Linked DNA regions of Oryctolagus cuniculus: region 2 is linked to region 1. Evidence: chromatin contacts called from public Micro-C data. All regions are on one chromosome and are shown on one strand. The core of a region is the stretch at or near the end of the contact, and the rest is flanking DNA. Distances in the headings are between cores, read along the strand shown.

Evidence for each region. A called contact is a pair of places that touch in the nucleus more often than the background predicts.
Region 2: a Micro-C map of ear pinna shows a contact between it and region 1, with 6 times the contacts expected there. The contact joins the promoter of RFC2 here to the promoter of LOC100339432 in region 1. A contact is called at or near these places in 2 of 6 Hi-C or Micro-C datasets (ear pinna and an unstated tissue).

Annotation. Positions count from the first base shown.
Region 1 is chr19:49,636,165-49,640,426 of mOryCun1.1, reverse strand. LOC100339432 (general transcription factor II-I repeat domain-containing protein 2B) reads right to left here and starts at 2,106. Exons shown (of 14, transcript XM_070064504.1): 1 at 1,556-2,106. The coding sequence starts at 2,073.
Region 2 is chr19:50,048,139-50,052,883 of mOryCun1.1, reverse strand. RFC2 (replication factor C subunit 2) reads right to left here and starts at 1,314. Exons shown (of 11, transcript XM_008249083.4): 1 at 1,159-1,314. The coding sequence starts at 1,289.

The sequences.
Region 1 (4,262 bases), core at 857-3,356:
GCTGTGGGCCCAGAGCCAGGGGCTAAACAACAGGCACTCGGAATCACCACGGCCCACGGCCACCAGCTGGACACCAGCTGCAACCCGGCACGGCGCCACTGCCTCCACGTGAGCCGCGCGGAGGGCAGCGGGGGTGGGGGAGTGACATCCAGGTGGCTGCGGTCTATTTACTCCAAACTACCAGCGCTAAGCTGAAACACAGAGCTCAGAGGCCCGGTGCTGTGGCCTAGTGGGCGAAGCCGCCACCTGCAGTGCCAGCATCCCCTATGGGTGCCGGTTCTAGTCCCAGCTGCTCCACTTCCGATCCAGCTCTCTGCTGTGGTCTGGGAAAGCAGTAGAAGATGGTCAAGTCCTTGGGCCCCTGCACTGGCGTGGGAGACCCAGAAGAAGCTCCTGGCTCTGGTCTGGCCCAGCCACAGCGGCTGTGGGCATTTGGGGAGTGAACTGGCGGATGGAAGACCTCTGTCTCTCCCTCTAATTCTGCCTCTCAAATAAATAAGGTTAAATCTTACAAGCTTGGCGGAGCAATTCCACTTCCGGGTATCCCCGTGCACCTGCGGGGAATCCTAACAGATGTCCTCACCCGCACCTGTACAGGGACCAGACGTGACCCCAGCCCCCGAAATCCGTCCATTCACGGAAAGCCAACACGGGACGCCACCAGATCAGTCACTATTCCGCCAGAAATGAAGGAACCCAGACACACACACGCGTCCTTAGGACGAGCCCACCTACAACGAAATGCCCCAGAAATGACAACCCCAGGGAGCACAGTCGCCAAGGGCTGGGGCGGGCAGTGGGACCCACGGCCGAACATTCCGGAAGGCTGCTGTAGAGCACAAGTCTATGAACTTAACAAGCCTCAACGCGCGACTTCCTTCTAAAGGGTGGGCGTCACGGGCTAGCGCCATAAAGCGGTTATTGGACAACAAAGCAGCTTTCCCTTTGAGGGGCGGAGACTACAGCCCTGCGAGTCCGTGCTTCCCTCGCACCCTACAGCAGCATGGCGACAGAGCCTTTTCCTTCCCCGAGGCTCGGTTTGTTCTCCGCCAACAAACGCATCCCCTCAGCACACCGAGCGCGCCAGACAATGCCCACGCACGGCGCCGCTCAGCAACGTAAGGGGCGGAGCCTGGACGCAGTTACCAGGCAACGAGGAAGCCCCGCCCCCCGCCTAGCCAATCAACACAAACAGCCTTACGTACGCCAGGAGGCGCATGACCTCACGCGCACGGGGCCGCCCACCAGAGAGCCCCCGCCTCCGCCCTCGCCCAACCAATCAGAAAGGAGAGGGAGGCGCGCATGCTCCGTGTGCGTGCGCCCGCGGCCCGCGCGCAGGGCTTGCCGCCCCACCCCCACTCCTCAGGTCCTGCCCGCGGGAACGGGGGTTCGGGGCCCGCCTGGGGGCGCCAGGGCTGCCGAGCTCCACCTCCCGCGGCGCGCCCGGACCCGCCAGCGGCCACCCCTTCCCAGGGCCGCCACCCTCCCCTCCCCTGACGGAGAAACTTCCTAGACGAGCAGTCGCTCTTCATGGCGGCGAGGGCGGGGTACGCACCTGAGGGCGCCGGCCAGCGGGGCTGCGGCCGCGCCGGCCGCGGGGGTCCGAGGCCTGGGCCACCGGGGACGGCCGAGGGGCCGAGCACGGCGCCCGGGACGAGCGCGAGGCGGGGCGCGGCGTGGTGGGCGGCGGCCGCGGCCCCTGCTCGCCACTCGCCCTCCTTTTTCTTTCTTCGCCCTTTTTTTTTTTTCCTTCTTTTTTTTATTTTTTTGTTTGCTTCCTGGAAGGCAGCCTTGACTCGTGTGTCCGCAGCGCCCCAAGTGGGAGCTGCTGTTTCCGGTGCTTTTGAATCCAACGTGGCTGCCCCGGGGCCGCAGCCGCCGCCGCGGTGGCCGGGCGTGGGCAGTGGCCTCCTGCCCTGGCCGGTGCCCGCTGTGGCTGCTGCAGGGTTGCAATCGGTAGCCTTCAAGCCACGGTTTGAGTGGCCCAGGAATCCACCTTAAATCTTGGGAGCGTTTCTTTGGTGCGTCGTGAGTGACCCTTGGGTGGGCTGGGTGGCCCGGCCAAGCAGCCATGAGCTGTCCATCAGGCCGTTCCGGGCCAGCCTTACGGCATCTGATCAAACGACTCTGACGGTCCTTTTTTATTTATTTATTTATTTTTAATATGGTTGATTTGAAAGGCAGAGAGATAATCTTCCATCCACTGGTCACTCCCCAAATGGCCACATCAGCCAGGGCTGGGCCACACAGAAGCCAGGAGCTTCTTCCGGGGTCTCCTCTTGGGTGTCAGGGGACACAAACACTTGGGCCATCTTTTGCTGCCTTCCCAGGCCGTTAGCAGGGAGCTGGATGGGAAGTGGAGCAGCCGGGACATGAACCACGCCCATAGAGGATGCCCACGTCACAGGTGTCAACCCATCCGTGTCACAACACTGGCCCCATGCCTGCCTTCTATCAGTAGCTAGCAAGGGATGCTTCCTAGCAAATACTATCTTAAAAAATCTAGGGCAGGCTTTGATGCGACTTGACACTGCTCTTGGAACATCTGCCTGCCGCAGGGGAGTGTGGGATCGAGACCCAGGTGAGCTTAGGAGCCAGCTGCCTGATAATGTGCCCGGGAGGCAGCAGGGGATGGCCAAAGTCCTTGGGCCCTGCCACCCATGGGGAGACCTGGATGGAGCTCCTGGCTCAGGCCTGGCCCAGCCCTGGCTGTTGGGTGCACTTGGGGAGGGAAACGGTGGCTGGAGGGAAGACTTCTGTGTCTGGGGCTGCCACCCGTGTCGCCCGTGTCCCATCTGAGCACCAGTCCCTGTCCTGGCTGTCCCACGTTGGATCCAGCTCCCTGTCAGTGCACCTGGGAAAACAGCTGAAGATAGCCCAAGTGCTTGGTCTCCACTGGGAGGGGAGCCCACCGTGGATGAGGCTCCTGGCTTCGCCTGTGGCTTTGGTGGCCATTTGAGGAGTGAGCCAGCAGATGGAGGATCTCTGTGCTTCAAATAAGCAATACGTATTTTTAAAGGGATATGTAAACATTTTTCCTTACGGTGCAGTCTATTTTTGATCAGAATAGTTGTATAAAGTTGGAGCAAATCAGATTAGCAAGTACTGACCGTTGGTCCCAGAGGAAATACAGCTTTGAGTTCTGGTGGAGCCTCTGACCACCCCTTGTTTGGTGAACCCAAAGTAATTTTATGTGGGTTCCTATTTAAAGAGGTGTTACTTAAAATGCACCAGTGGTGGGCGGGGCACTGTAATTCCTGCCAAATCAGAGCCCTGTTTTCTCCCTGGGGCCCGTCGCAGCATTGCTGCACACTTGGGGCCACAGGACAGCACCCCAGGTCCACGCATAAGGGCCGTGTTGTGCAGAGAAGTCACCAGACGAGGCACAAATTGGCAAAGGTAGCGCTGAGTGCAGCGGGAAGCCGACTCCTGCTGTGTGACACAGGGAGGTAGCGGTGGGCGTTTGGTGCAGGGGTTAAGCCGCTGCTGCACATTTCTTCCACTCTCTGCAGATCCGAACCCCTGGGAGAGCTCCGCCCCTGCCGGGTTTGGGTTTGGGTTTACCAATCACCGAGTAGGCCAATGCACTGAGGTCAAACTCGTGGGTGGACTACATTTTGTTGCCAAAATCGTAATACGCAAGAAAATGGATGCAAATGCAGATAGATCATCACCCGCAGTGAAATAAACCAGTACCCAAGCACAGATATCCCATGTTTTCCCTGATCTATGCGAATATATAAAGAAAGGGACAGGAGTGAAAGTGGCCTCTTGAGATGGATTACTCAATATAGCCCCAAGCAACAGTGGTCTTTCCACTTGTTGAAGTCTATTTCCTGGAGGGTTCAGCTTGTGATTAGAAAGTAAGTGGAAAGAATATCATTGTAAATGTTTAAAAAAGGAAGAAGGAGGGAGAGAGGTGGGTAGAGTACAAAGTATCATTAGGTTCTTAAAACTGTATATGGGGGGTGGGGGGCGGCATTGTGGCATAGCAGGGAAAGCCGCCGCCTGCAGTGCCGGCATCCTATATGGGTGCTGGTTCAAGTCCTGGCTGCCCCACTTCCAATTCAGCTCCCTGCTAATGGCCTGGAAAAGCTGCAGAAGATGGCCCAGCTCCTTGGGCCCCTGAACCCGTGTGGGAGACCTGGAGGAAGCCCCTGGCTCCTGGCTTCAGATCTGCTTAGCTCTAGCCATTGTGGCCACTTAGGGAGTGAACCACACAGGAGTGGAAGATTATCTGTATCTCTCTTTCTGTAATTCTG
Region 2 (4,745 bases), core at 65-2,564, 410 kb before region 1:
GCATGGATTTCAAAAATTTTTTTTTGCATCAGCATAAACTTCTCTTTCATTCCACCTTTCTGGGAACTTTGTGAAATGCCTTTAAAAAAAAAAAGATTTATTTTATTTATTTGTAAGGCAGAGTTAGAGAGAGACAGAGAGAGAAGTCTTCCATTTGCTGGTTCACTCCCCAGATGGCCACAATGGCCAGAGCTGGGTTGATCCAAATGCAGGAGCCAGGAGCTTCTTCCAGGTCTCCCAGGTGGGTGCAGGGGCCCAAAGACTTGGGCCATCTTCTGCTGCTTTCCCAGGCCACAGCAGAGAGCTGGATCGTAAGTGGAGCAGCCAGGACCCGAACCGGCGCCCATATAGGATGTCGGCACTGCAGGCGGCGGCTTTACCCACTACGCCACAGCGTCAGCCCCTGTGAAATGCCTCTTACAAACCAAGAGCCCAGGGAGAGGACAAAGCAGGGGCTGGGAACAGCAGGAACTGAACTGTTTTTGTTTCTTAGATTTACTTTATTTATTTGAAAGGCAGAGTTATAGAGGGGGAGAGAGAGAGATCTTCCATCTGCTGGTTCACTCCCCGGATGGCCGCCAGCAGCCCAGGGCTGGGCCAGGCCGGAGCCAGGATTTCCTACATGGGTGCAGGGGCCCAGGCACTCGGGCCATCATCCTCCACTGCTTTTCCAGGCGCGTTAGCGGGGAGCCGGATCCGAAGTGGAGCAGCCGGGGCTGGCGGCGGCTTAACCACTCTGCCGCAACGCCGGCCCCTGAGCTGGGTTTTGAACAAGACAAGTGTTCTCTTCCGAGCTTTTGCACGGCTGCCCCCCCTGCCCGAAACCGCCTCCTCCACGAAGCCACAAGGCTTGCTCCTTGATTTGGGGCCTTTTTGCTCAAGTACCAGATCTTCACGGGGCCCTACCTCTCATCGAATGCACAGCACATCTATTGTTAACTGCACTACAGGCCAACAGAATATAATATAATAAAAATATGTACAAACCACACGGGTCATTGAGAATTGGTAACCACATTAAAGTGTAGAACGAAATAGAGGCCGATTTTCGACGCCGCCCCGGAGCCGCCTGCTCCCCCTTGGGGTCCCCCCCAAACAGGCCCTCGCCGCCCCCCGGTTCCTCGCCCTCATGTCCGATCTATGGCCTGGGCCCCTCACCACGGCAGCTCGTAGTGGCCGGCGCTGCTGGACGCCTTGCTGGCGACAGGCGCAGCGTCCTGGACCGCACCATTCTCCTGCACCTCCATACTCTCGCGTCCGCTTCCCGCCGCCCCGAGGCCCCGCCCCATGACGCCATCACGCAGGCCCCGCCCCCTGGCCGCAGGGAACGCCGGGCGGGAGTGGAAGTCGCGAGCGCGCGCCCCCTTTCTGCGCCTGCGCAGAGTGCTCCGGCTTTGGCCCGGGCCGCTGTCCGTCGCTAGAGGCCGCGGTTGCTGCGCGGGAGCTGGCGTCTGAGCTGGACCCGACCGGGCTGGGCGTCCAGGGGATGCTCTCGTCCCCCGCGCCGCCCCAGGTTTGGCCGGAGAGGAGACGCAAGCCGTCTCTCCGTCGGAGGGTTTTCATCCTGAAAAATGGATGCTTGGAGCGTTGTTGCGGGTTGCATTTCTAATGTTCCTCCCGTGGCCCGAATGCATCATCGCCGTTAAAAATCCAAAATAAAGACTGAAATCCACCAGGATCTGCGCTGCGCCTTGTGCCCGCGGAGGCTGCTCCTAGCAGTGGGGTTTTATAGGCCTAGGAAGGGCCTGGGGAGTCTGGACTGGGGAATTTGCGTAAAATCCTCCTCCTATTGCATCGTGGGGGGGGGGGGGGCTTCTTTCTCTTCTGCCCCCAGGGCGGAGCCAGGGCCTGGCTCTCTCCACCTGCCCATGTCCTGAACAGCTTGGGTCAGCCTTGAGGAACTGGGTTGCTCCCCACGAGGGCGCCGTGTCTGTTTCTCCCATCTTCCCTTTCTTCCTCTGTCTTTATTTTTATGTTTTAGTATTAAAAAATAAATAAATAAATAAAAAATAAAAAAAAAAAACAAAAAAACAGATGTAGGGGGCTGGCACTGTGGCGTAGCAGGTAAACCACTGCCTGCAGTGCCAGCATCCCATATGGGCGCCGGTTCTAGTCCCGGCTGCTCCACTTCCGATCCAGCTCTCTGCTGTGGCCTGGGAAGGTAGCAGAAGATGGCCCAGGTCCTTGGGCCCCTGCACCTGTGCGGGAGACCCGGAGGGAGCTCCTGGCTCCTGGCTTAGGATTGGCGCAGCTCCAGCCGTTTCGGACAGTTGGGGAGTGAACCAGCAGATGGAAGACCTCTCTCTCTCTCTCTCTTTCTCTCTCTCTCAGTGTATTTGACAGGCAGAGAGAGAGACAAAGAGCTCTCATCCAATGGTGTGTTCCCCAAGTGCCCCCAGGACAGGAGCCAAGAACTCAGTCCAGGCAACCAATGACCTGAGCCTTCCACTGCCTCCCAGGGTGCACATCTGGCTCTGGCTCTGGCTCCTGGGATCATCACCAGGTCGTCTGATGGCAGGAGGCATCTCACCTGCTGGGCTGAATGTTTTTATCATTGGTGAAAATCTTCATGTGAGGGTACATCAACAAATTCAAGTACTTGGGCCACTGCCACCCACTCGGAAGTCCTGGATGGAGTTCCTGGCTTTGGTCTGGCAAAGTGCTGGCTGTTGGGGCCATTTGGGGAGTGAACCAGTGATTGAAGCTCTGTTTCTCCCTCTCTCTCTAAGTGTGCCTTTCAAAAAAGAAACCTTTAAAAAAAGATTTATTTTTATTTATTTGAAAGGCAGAGTTATATATATAGAGAGATCTTCCATCTGCTAGTTCACTCCCCAAATGGCCACAACGGCCAGGCCTGGGCCAGACCAAAGTCAGAAGTCAGGATCTTCCGGGTCTCCCACGTGGGTGCAAGGGCCCAAGGACTTGGGCCATCTTCCACTGCTTTCCCAGGCCATAGCAGGGAGCTGGATCGGAAGTGGAGCAGTCAGGACTTGAACTAGTAACCATATGGGATGCTGGCACCACAGGTGGCAACTTAACCTACTATGCCACAGTGCTGGCCCCCCAAATAAGCACCTTAAAAATCGGGGCCGGTGCTGTGGCATAGAGCGCACGCTTGCATGTGCTGGTTCCTTTCCCGAGTGGCTGCAACAGCCAGGCCTGCGCCAGGCTGAAGCCGGGAACCAGGAGCTGCATCCGGGTCTCCCGCATGACCCGCACGGTGCTGAGCACGTGGGCCGTCTTCCGCTGCCTTCCCAGGCAACACTAGCAGGAAGCTGGATCAGAAGCGGAGCAGCTGGGGTTCCCCGCTGGATGTCCCCCTCCTTCCCACCCCCTCGTCAGGGCAGCAGCTTGATCCCCAGGGCGGCTAATTAGTTATTCAAATAAGTGTGGGCTCCAGAATTTGCATTGGTCTCTCTTTTTAGCTTCGTTTCCAGCCCCTCCCCCACCCAGGAAAGCCTGGCCTCTGTGGAAATGCCCTGGGGAGGCCCCCTGCTCCCAGGTTTCTTCCTTGCACCTACTAGGCACTCAGTCGGCACCGGCCAGCTGCTCACGCCAGTCAGCCAGCCCGGTTGGAGGGGTCCTCCATGCAGGGGGCACGGTCGCCTTCCTGGGTGTCAGCTGTGCAGACGCCTCCCGCGACCCAGGCTCTGGAGCCGTTTGTTTGAATGATCATAATTACCAAGGTCTACCCTTGGCGCCTTTCTCTTCCCCTTTCATACGATTTGGGGGTGGTGGTGAAATGCTTGATGTTTCTTTCCCTTGAAACTGTCTTATAACTTTTTAAAAAATTATTTATTTGAAAGAATTACAGAGAGAGGAAGAGGAGAGAGATTTTCCATCTGCTGGCCCACTTTCCAGATGGCCACAATGCCCAGGGCCGAAGCCGGGAACTTCATCCGGGTCGCCCACGGCAGTGGCAAGGGCCCAAGAACTTGGACCACCCTCTGCTGCTTTCCCTTAGCAGGGAGCCGGGACACAACCGGCGTTCATAGGTGATGCGGGCGTCTCAGGCTTCCCCCAGGACGCCACAACACCGCCCAGGGTTGTCAGTTTTTAAAATTGCCACTCACGGATCCTTATACATGCTTCTCTGGGAATGGTTCCTTCCGGCTTTTCCTTGGGAATGCTCCCACGTGGTGCCAGTCTGCCCTCCTTCCCTGCCAAGTGCATCCCACCACATCCATAGAACACAGCTCAGAAGCTGAACGCTTCCCGTAAACAGAACGGCTGACTGTTCTCTCTCCTCCCGTGGTTCTTCTCCAATCATTCCACTCTACCAGAGGCCTCCTTAGAAATGATTTTATTTGAAAGGTACAGAGACAGAGATCTTCCAAATGCCCACAACAGCCAGGGCTGGGCCAGGCAAGAGCCTAGAACTCCATGTGGGGTCTCACATGTGGGTAGCAGGGACCCGAGTACTTGAGCCATCATCTGGGGCGCTTAGCAGGAAGCTGGATCCGAAGTAGTAGAGGAACCGGAAATTGAACGCGGCGCTCAGGAGCCAGGTGCTCCCCCACCCCCCGCCAGGCTTGGGGAAGTCTCATTTTTTTAAAAAAGATTTATTTATTTATTTGAAAGACAGAGTTACAGAGAGGCAGAGGCAGAGAGAGACAGACAGACAGACAGATAGAATTTTCTATCCGCCGGTTCACTCCCCAGATGATTGCAACAGCTGGCACTGAGCCAATCCAAAGCCAGGAGCCAGGAGCTTCTTCCGGGTCTCCCACATGGGTACAGGGGCC